Regions from separate parts of the Mus musculus genome. Here regions 1 and 2 are each linked to region 3. A link is a contact called in public Micro-C and promoter capture Hi-C data. All regions are on one chromosome and are shown on one strand. Each heading gives the region's core, a stretch centred on a gene start, on an enhancer-like site or on the middle of the called end of the contact. The rest is flanking DNA. Distances are from core to core; before and after follow the strand shown.

The links. Promoter capture Hi-C pulls out the DNA fragments that hold promoters and counts their contacts. A called contact is a pair of places that touch in the nucleus more often than the background predicts.
Region 1: a promoter capture Hi-C map of liver shows a contact between it and region 3, with 2.4 times the contacts expected there. The contact joins the promoter of Gpr22 here to the promoter of Nampt in region 3. A contact is called at or near these places in 2 of 39 promoter capture datasets (liver and pre-B cells).
Region 2: a contact with region 3 is called in a Micro-C map of embryonic stem cells, with 11 times the contacts expected there. The contact joins the promoter of Twist1 here to the promoter of Nampt in region 3. A contact is called at or near these places in 2 of 39 promoter capture datasets (embryonic stem cells and hippocampal neurons), 2 of 484 Hi-C or Micro-C datasets (embryonic stem cells and uterus) and 1 of 115 datasets of contacts at active chromatin or transcription factors (astrocytes).

The regions. Positions count from the first base shown.
Region 1 is chr12:31,712,624-31,715,445 of GRCm38.p6, reverse strand. Gpr22 (G protein-coupled receptor 22) reads left to right here and starts at 1,563. Exons shown (of 3, transcript NM_175191.5): 1 at 1,563-1,946. The region is part of intron 6 of Cog5 (component of oligomeric golgi complex 5); the gene reads right to left.
Region 2 is chr12:33,956,225-33,958,924 of GRCm38.p6, reverse strand. Twist1 (twist basic helix-loop-helix transcription factor 1) reads right to left here and starts at 1,254. Exons shown (of 2, transcript NM_011658.2): 1 at 287-1,254. The coding sequence starts at 947. The coding sequence ends at 327.
Region 3 is chr12:32,818,890-32,821,589 of GRCm38.p6, reverse strand. It overlaps Nampt (nicotinamide phosphoribosyltransferase), which reads right to left and starts at 1,255. Exons shown (of 11, transcript NM_021524.2): 1 at 964-1,255. The coding sequence starts at 1,020.

The sequences.
Region 1 (2,822 bases), core at 314-2,813, 1.1 Mb after region 3:
CTATGCAAGATTTTTTTCAAAACTCACAACAAAATGTCCATATTACTTTCAATTTCTAAAGAATGCAATTCAAACCCATGTACTCATCAGCTATTCCCCAATAAAACTTCAATACTAGCCATAAAAGATTTAAACAGTGCATATTACTTTTCAAAATTATAAAAAAATTAATTCTAGTGACAAATTTTTAAAAATCTAGGATACAACACTTTGAAAACTCAACACTATTCCTAAAACTGGAAATAAGTCATGATTAATATGCTAATAACATAGCCATCAGTACCATGTTCCTTTTTGGCTCAATGGGTAATTAGTCTTTTAAAAATGTGTATTTCGTTCTGGCTCATTGATTCCCAATGCCAAACATTAAGAAAATAGTCTAATGTCTGAGTTCCTGCCCCAGAATCCAAGTGATGGAAAGAAAGAACCAATTCCTACAAGGTGTCCTCTGACCATGATATGTGCATCAGGGCAGATGCACACACATATATACAGAAATGTAATCTAAAAAATAATCTGGCTACTACATATTTTTCCGCCTAAAAAGATATGTACCTCACTAACAAGAACAGAAATGTATTTTAAATTACTAACAATTGATAGAAATTTAATTTTAAATTAATGTTTTATTTTTATCATTCCTTTGTTACTTTTAACACTCATCTTAAATAGTTTAGCTTTATAGCCTATGAGAATACATACATTTTCTTTACCACATATATTTGCCAGCAGCATCAGTAATCACCATATACAATATTTAAGAAAGATCAATCCACCAAGAAATGTGCCCATGTTACAAACAGAAATAGCCCAGTGAGATAAAATATTAATAGAAAATGATCAGTACACACATATACATAAAAATATCAGCACAAGTGAGGACTAAGATTACCATGTCCACATACTCTACCATTATGCAAGCAATGGAATAGCTACAAATGTTTTGTGATATAATCCCCTTTAGTCTATGTGATCAGTAACATGAACTAATGAATGAAATGAAGAAATATCTGAGTGAATGAACACTGAAGTCAGTAAGTAACATAAAATAATTACAATTTAAAATACAAAGAAATGACTTGGATACAAACAAACTAGTTGAAATCAAACCTGGTTCACTGTGAAGATGCAGGGCTTTCTATCTGTAGAACAAAGAACCTCAACCCAAAGCAGACACAGCTACTAACAGTCCAGTTACCCAGACTTAAAATATATTATTTTTACGATGTAACCTCCTCGACACACACATACACGAAACAAAAGCAGAAACACAACAAAAAAGAAAAAAACTATGTTCTTAATGTTTGGCATTGGGAATCAATAAGCCAGAACCAAATACACATTTTTAAAAGACTAATTTACTCATATTCTATTTAAGAGCAACAAACAACCAGTTAAAAAAACTTAGGCTTTTAAAACAGCATCCTTATATAAAGCCATTGGGGAGGGGGGGGAACACCCCTGCCATACATATGAAGCAGTTTAAGCCAATACAACTGGCCAATCAAAATTAGTGAATGCACTGCATCTCTCTGCAGTGGGGAGAAGCGACAAGGTAGGCTGTCACTCTGCAAAAGCTGCTCGGAGCAGGCTTCCCTCTCCAGAGCAGTGCCCTTCCTTTTCAGAAAGCCTGGATCCGAATGCTGTCTCAGGAGACAAGAAGCCTTCAGTATGCTAAATTACTTTCATTACGCATTTTCAGATGCTTATTGACTCCACAGTAGGAAGAGTGAGAGGCTGCTGCAGCCGAAGCAGCACTACATATTCTATACATTAGCAGGGCTGCTGAAACAATGGCACAGTAGATACATTTCCATTAAGGTCGCTTGGAAGAGATTTTTATAACCCTTTTCCCCCAGCCCTTGTACTTTCAAATCAACAGAATGAATCAATCAAAACTGGAAATGCTTCAACTACATCAGGAACTCGTCAGCTCTTTAGCAGAGGTAAGATGTGTTCCTTATTATAGTATATAGGTGCTTTTGAAACAGCACAGTGGAATAAAATTACTTTGGAATTTTTAGCCTAAATTTTTAAGAGTTTGATTGTTTTCCTTCTACTTATTGGTAAATAGGTAATTTTTAAATTGGTTTCTTTTAACACATGATGTATTTTAATGTAATTTTTAGGGTGCACTGTTAAAAAAAACCATTCTGTTCTGTTCTCTACAATGAACTCCAAAAACAGCAGCTCTTAAGTCTCTTCGGATATACCAAATATTCTTAATGTCAATAATACAGCCTTTCTCAAGTGCTAAAAGAACATTCATATTTCTTATAAGAAGCTAGTTGACTCTCTGGCTGTTTTATGTTAAGATTATAATTAGGCATGCTTACTGAAAATTATTTAATATGCAGTTAAGATTTTTTTTTACTACCATTTACATTTCACCCACATGAGCAATTCATCAAAAGAAATTTATAGTGTCTTATCACAGAATCTGGTTTAATGAGTTAAAGTTCAAGCTATGTGCTAATAATTAAACAAGCTGCAATATTTCCCAGCATGCGGGAAATGTTAAATTTATTACCCAGGGGGACGTGGTAGTATGTTTACTGAATACTAACTGTTCATAATCTCTGAACATTCAAAATCGCTTCTAAGAGAGAAGAGGAATATTTCAGAATTACAGTTTTTCTCATGTTTATATTTCAATGCTAATTCTGCGGCTCAATCAGGTAACATAGTATTATTTCTATTTTGAAAAGGAGATTTTATTTGAAGAAGCTTCATTTTATGACTATAGCTATGCCTACAGCAATACAGTTTGCTTATTTTGAGAACAAATGCTACATGGATTAATTTCTCTAACCAAAGTAACT
Region 2 (2,700 bases), core at 5-2,504, 1.1 Mb before region 3:
GCCCCTATGCTTGACTTTCTCAATCTTCTGTCATGCACACCCCCGCACGCGCACACACACATACACCTCTCCTGGGCACACTGGTTCTCCCCGACCCTAGGACCTGTTTCCCCTGTGGGGACTGAACTGCTTGCCAGGGATGCGGGTGGAATGAGGTGGCGGTGCCTGGCTAGGTGGAGGGCAGCGAGGAGAGTGGAGGGGGATGGGGGGGGGATACCCAGCACGGTGGCGAGGTGAACAGGGGACCCGCGGCCTGGCCCGATCGATCCCTGGAGCCGGTCCTTACCTAGGTCTCCGGCCTGCAGAGGGGGTGGGGAGCTCCGCTGCTAGTGGGACGCGGACATGGACCAGGCCCCCTCCATCCTCCAGACGGAGAAGGCGTAGCTGAGCCGCTCGTGGGCCACATAGCTGCAGCTTGCCATCTTGGAGTCCAGCTCGTCGCTCTGCAGGACCTGGTACAGGAAGTCGATGTACCTGGCCGCCAGTTTGAGGGTCTGAATCTTGCTCAGCTTGTCCGAGGGCAGCGTGGGGATGATCTTGCGCAGGGCGGCGAACGCCTCGTTCAGCGACTGCGTGCGCTGGCGCTCCCGCACGTTAGCCATGACCCGCTGGGTCTGCAGCTCCTCGTACGACTGCGGGCTCCCGCCCCCGCTGCTGCTGCCGCCGCCGCCGCCACCACCTCCGCCCGCGCCGCCGCCGCCGCCTCCGCCCGCAGATTTCTTGCCGCGCTTGCCCTGGGCCGGGCTGCCTGGCTCGTCGCCGCCTCCGATGCCCCCGCCCGTGGCCCCGCCGGGCCCCGCGCTGCCGCCCGCGCTGCGCCGACTGCTGCGTCTCTTGCGAGCCCCGCGCTTGCCGCTCGCCGGCTGCTGCCGGTCCGGCTCCTCCTCGCTGTTGCTCAGGCTGTCGTCGGCCGGAGAGACTGGCGAGCTGGACACGTCCTGCATCATCTCGCGGGCGGCGACGTGCGGCCTCGCGGAGCCGGGACGGGGGAGGGTAGAGCAGAGGAGCGGGGCGCCCTAGCCCGCCAGCTTCCCCGCGCTCGGCGCCGGCCCGGGCGGTGCGGCCCGGAGGACGCAGGGAGGCGGGATGGGGGTGGGGGGACCTCCGCGGGGAGGGCGCTGGAGGCGGGGAGGGAGGCGGGCGGGGGAGGGGACGGTGTGGAGGGCCCCGAGGTCCAAAAAGAAGGCGCCCGACGGCCGCAAGCGCGCCCCGTTCCGGCCTGGCGCAGCCGGTGCCGGTGCTGGCGAGCCCGCGAGGTGTCTGAGAGTTGGGCGCGGGCTGTGGACTTGGCGGCTCTTATACCTCCGTGCGGGCGGAAAGTTTGGGGGCAGCGGTGTCATTGGCCTGACGTGGGGAGGAGGGACTTTTCGAAGTTTTATAGGAAAGTTTCCTCTTTCCAGCCCCCCTCCCTCGCCCCCTCCCCCCTTGCTCGGGGTCTAACAATTCGTCCTGCGAACCATTCAAAACCGACCTGGCCCGAGCGGCCAGCCCCTGCGCCCGCCTCTCCCCTCCCTCTCCCCCCCCCAGCTCTCCCCCTCCGCTTCGGGGAGGACGCGGGGCGATTTCCTTCCGCGCCAGAGCGCGCCCAGCGCCCCCGCACCCGAGCACAGCACCGCAAACAGGGGACTGTCTGGGTCGCTGTTGCAGTCTCCCCCTCCCCAAGTGGCTGTGACAGCAGTAGTGGCAAGCGGCTTCGACGCTCTGGGTGATGTCCCATCCCGCCTGGGATCCCTCGGAGTTCTCCGGGCCCTTTGGGGGTGGCTCGGGCCCGGGCTGCGAGGCAAGAAAAGTTTCAACAACCGAGTCCATCTAACGGTCAGGTAGAGGAAACCTCTAGTCGGAAACCTCTAGTCCCAAGGGATTCCCCGCGGCTGCCTGGCCCTGTGGTCGAGGGCGGTTCTCAAGACGTGGCCACATCGTGGGCGCTATGGATCTGCGCCCTGGCCTGCCGTGTCACCCCTCCCGGAGAAACGTCTGGGCTCTCCTTTCCTGCTACGGTGACCCAATCTAAAGTTTCCCTGCTCTCAGAGGACTGTGCTTCCAAAGGTGCTGGACCTAGGCTGGAGTTCATTCTTTTACAGAGAAAAGCCTTGTTCTTTTGAAGGGAGCAAAGCTAGGGAAAGATAGAGCAGCCTTGGTGCTCCACGCTGCCAGCCCTAGGTGGAGGAGAACCTTGAGAACATTTCATGTCCGCTAACTCCAAATTAAGCCCTGCATGCTAACCTTGGGTAGTCCATACATTTAAGGTGGGGGATCAATATTCTCGTCTTCCTAGGAGATCTTGTGAGTAGTTATGCTCCCGGTGCCTCAAATGCACTCAGCCATGTTGGTTGATTGCAAGCGGTTTTTTTTGTTTTTTTTTTTTTGTTTTGTTTTTTTTTTTTTTTTTTTTTTTACCAAATACCTTGAAACCCCAAAAAGGATTCTGGAAAAGTGGAAGCAGAGAGGTTAATGAGCAAGAAGGAGAGTGGCTATGGAAGCCAGTGATTGCAGGGCTCTTTACATTTTTTAAATATGTTTTATTTATTTATTTCTGTTTTTTAAGTAGGATGGGGATTTAGGGAGCCGGTACAAGGTGATCTCTTACTCAGAAAGGCAATTCTGGGTCCGGAGGAAGTAGCCAGAGTTTCAGGGGCAGAGTTTGCGGGCGTGGAGGTGAGCGTCTCGAACTCCTGCCCTGTTCCCAAGCTGAGGACCTTG
Region 3 (2,700 bases), core at 6-2,505:
ATGTAAGCAAATGGGACTCTGAAACATTCAGATTACAGGGCTACAAAAAGTAAAAAGCAAAGAACCAAAACAAAACCACGAGAGTACTACGCCTAAATCGCTACTCAAAACCATCACGATGTTCAAGTAAATACTAAACTTGAAAGCTAAAATTTAATCTGTTCTCGCGAGGGTCCTACTAGTCTGACATTTTATCTTTTAAGCGTCTTGGCTAACAAACTTAACTGAAGATCAGTGCAGTTCATTTCACAGTGTGTATGGGGGGGGGGGGCGGGCGGGCATTTCTTCATCATTCCTCTCTTGGCTAAGGTGCATATCAAATGGAATTAGTGCAAGAGTCAACTCAATAGGCACCTTAAAGCAATGTGCCATTTTACTCTCCCCACAAATTCTCCAGGGTTATAACTCCAGTTCCTTTAACTCTTGGTGTTTCACTTTCCATTTCACAGAAATCACGTAGTTGATCCTGGAGAGCCAGAGCACACTGGCCTCTGCAACCAGGGGGCAGGCACGTGAATGATCCCTAGGTGCAAGGGAGTTGGAAATGCAACCCCACCGAGTGGGACAGCTGAATCAGACGCGGCTCCCGGGGCCGGGTTATCCTCCGCGCTGGGACCACTGGCTGGGTGAGGGGCACACCGCCAGGACCTCTCCCCGAGCTCCCCGGGGCAGGACCGTACCTGCCGAGCCAGGGGCTGTTACCTAACCGGCCCGATCGTCCCACGGTCTCATCCAGTCCTCCCTGTCCCAGAGCCAAGGCCGCCGGCGGCTACGGTAGCTGCAGCGTGCGCCCATCCCGCCGAGCCTCCGGCCGCGCCCCCGCCGCGGCGTAGGCCCCGCCTCCGGCCCGCGCCTCCATCCTTCAGCCACCGCGTTGCGGCTCCTCCACCTGCCCCATCCCGCCGCGCCGGCTCCCGCCGCCCCGGGCCCGGAGACCCCCCCCCCCCCCCATCGCAACTCCACCTTGTACGAGTCGGTGGCCAGCAGGATGTTGAACTCGGCTTCTGCCGCAGCATTCATCTCGGGCCGGAGCGGAGACGCCGCGCCACGAGCTGCCCGGCGCGGCTGCGAGCAAGGAGAAAAATGGGCTTCGCTGCGCTCCGTTGCTTAAGTCACCGCTCGCTCGCAGGGGGGCGGGAGAGCAGGGAACGGAGCGCGGGGAGGGGCCGGGAGGGCGGGCAGGTCCGTGACGCGGCGGTGGAGGCTAGCGCGCTCCCCTGCCCAGCGCGCTCCGGCGGCTTTCCCGGCGGCTCCGCGCCCCGCCCATCCCGGGGACAAGGGGCGGGGCACGGCTGCGCGTGCGCAGCGCAGGGGCGGGGGGGACTGAGGAGGACGTGAGGCACGCGCTCTGCCTCAGCTGCGCCCGCCCCGGGCCTAAAGCCGACCGTCACCCCAGCGCGTGACCTGGGCGCCTGCCTCTGAGGGGCGTGGTCTGATGCAGGGGCGTGGCTTGGCGTTCCCAGCCTCGCCCCTCCTGCCGGGAGTCTCTTTGCCCGCCCCAACCCGGACCTTCCTCTTGTCCTACCCAGTCCCTGCTCGTCCTGAGAGTCTTGTTGGAGTCACGCCACCAGCTAAGGCCAAGGAGCCACCCACTGTCGTCTCCCTGTTCCCGCACGCGCTGAATTACCTTTGTCTCCCGCTTGGACGATGGATGGAATCTTTGGTCCCCATCCGTCTTGTGGATTCCGATCCTCTAGATTTTCCTTTAAAATCAGAGGAGCTGCTTGCGGTCTGAGTTGCCCTGGCGCGTGGACTTGCTTTTCTCCGCGCTCAGTCTGTAGCTGAGCTCTTTGATCCTTTGAAGGCTGACTTTTCCTGGAGAAAAGCCTTTGCGTCTTAGGGAAAGGTTAAATTCAACCCTCTCAGACAATGTAGGGACAAGACCAAATTGAATCTAATATTGTTGGGAAGTAAAAGGCATACAGCCAAGTCTTATACAGTGGATCTGTTTTTTGGTTTTTTGTTTTCCTTTAAATCATTAAATCGTGGGGGAAAGAGCTAGTAACCTCCCAAATAAGCGAAGTGACGTCTGATGACGTCACCCAACTTCCATGAGCCTGTCCTCTTGTTCAGTTTTCACATACAGAGTTGCAAATTTGTTTTGCATAGAACTAAAATTCCCTTTGCATGTTTAATAGCATTTAAGAATTCTAAGATTTAGGCTTTGTTGTTGTTTTGTTTTTATGGAATACAAGTAGCAGGGGGAAATCGGTATAACTAAACTGGCACAGACTGCATCAAGTTAGTAGCTTCCTTTTGCCTTTGACTTCTCAACAATGTTAGATTCAGTTTGGTCTTGTCCCTTCATCGTCTGAGAGGGTTCAATTTAACCTTCCCCTTAAGACACAAAGGACTGTTGAGACTTTTCTCCAGGAAAAGTCAAACAGCTTTCAAAGGATCCAAGAGCTCAGCTACAGCATCCATTCATCTACAATTGACCGCCATTTTAGGCTGTTTTATGCGGGGGGTGGGGGGTGGGTGGGGGGTGGAGGTGGGGGTGGGGATAAGATTCTAATTACAAAGTAGTCTTTGTTCACGGTAGTGTTTTCTAAAAACAAAATTTGATCTTGCAATCTTTCAGTTTTTTTCCCTGTATAAAAATGAAAAAGCCCAAAATGTAAAAATGCTAACATTGTAAGCATACTGACATTGCTAGATAAGTTCAAGAGTAGGGTCTGCAGGAATATTACTGGCTTAATC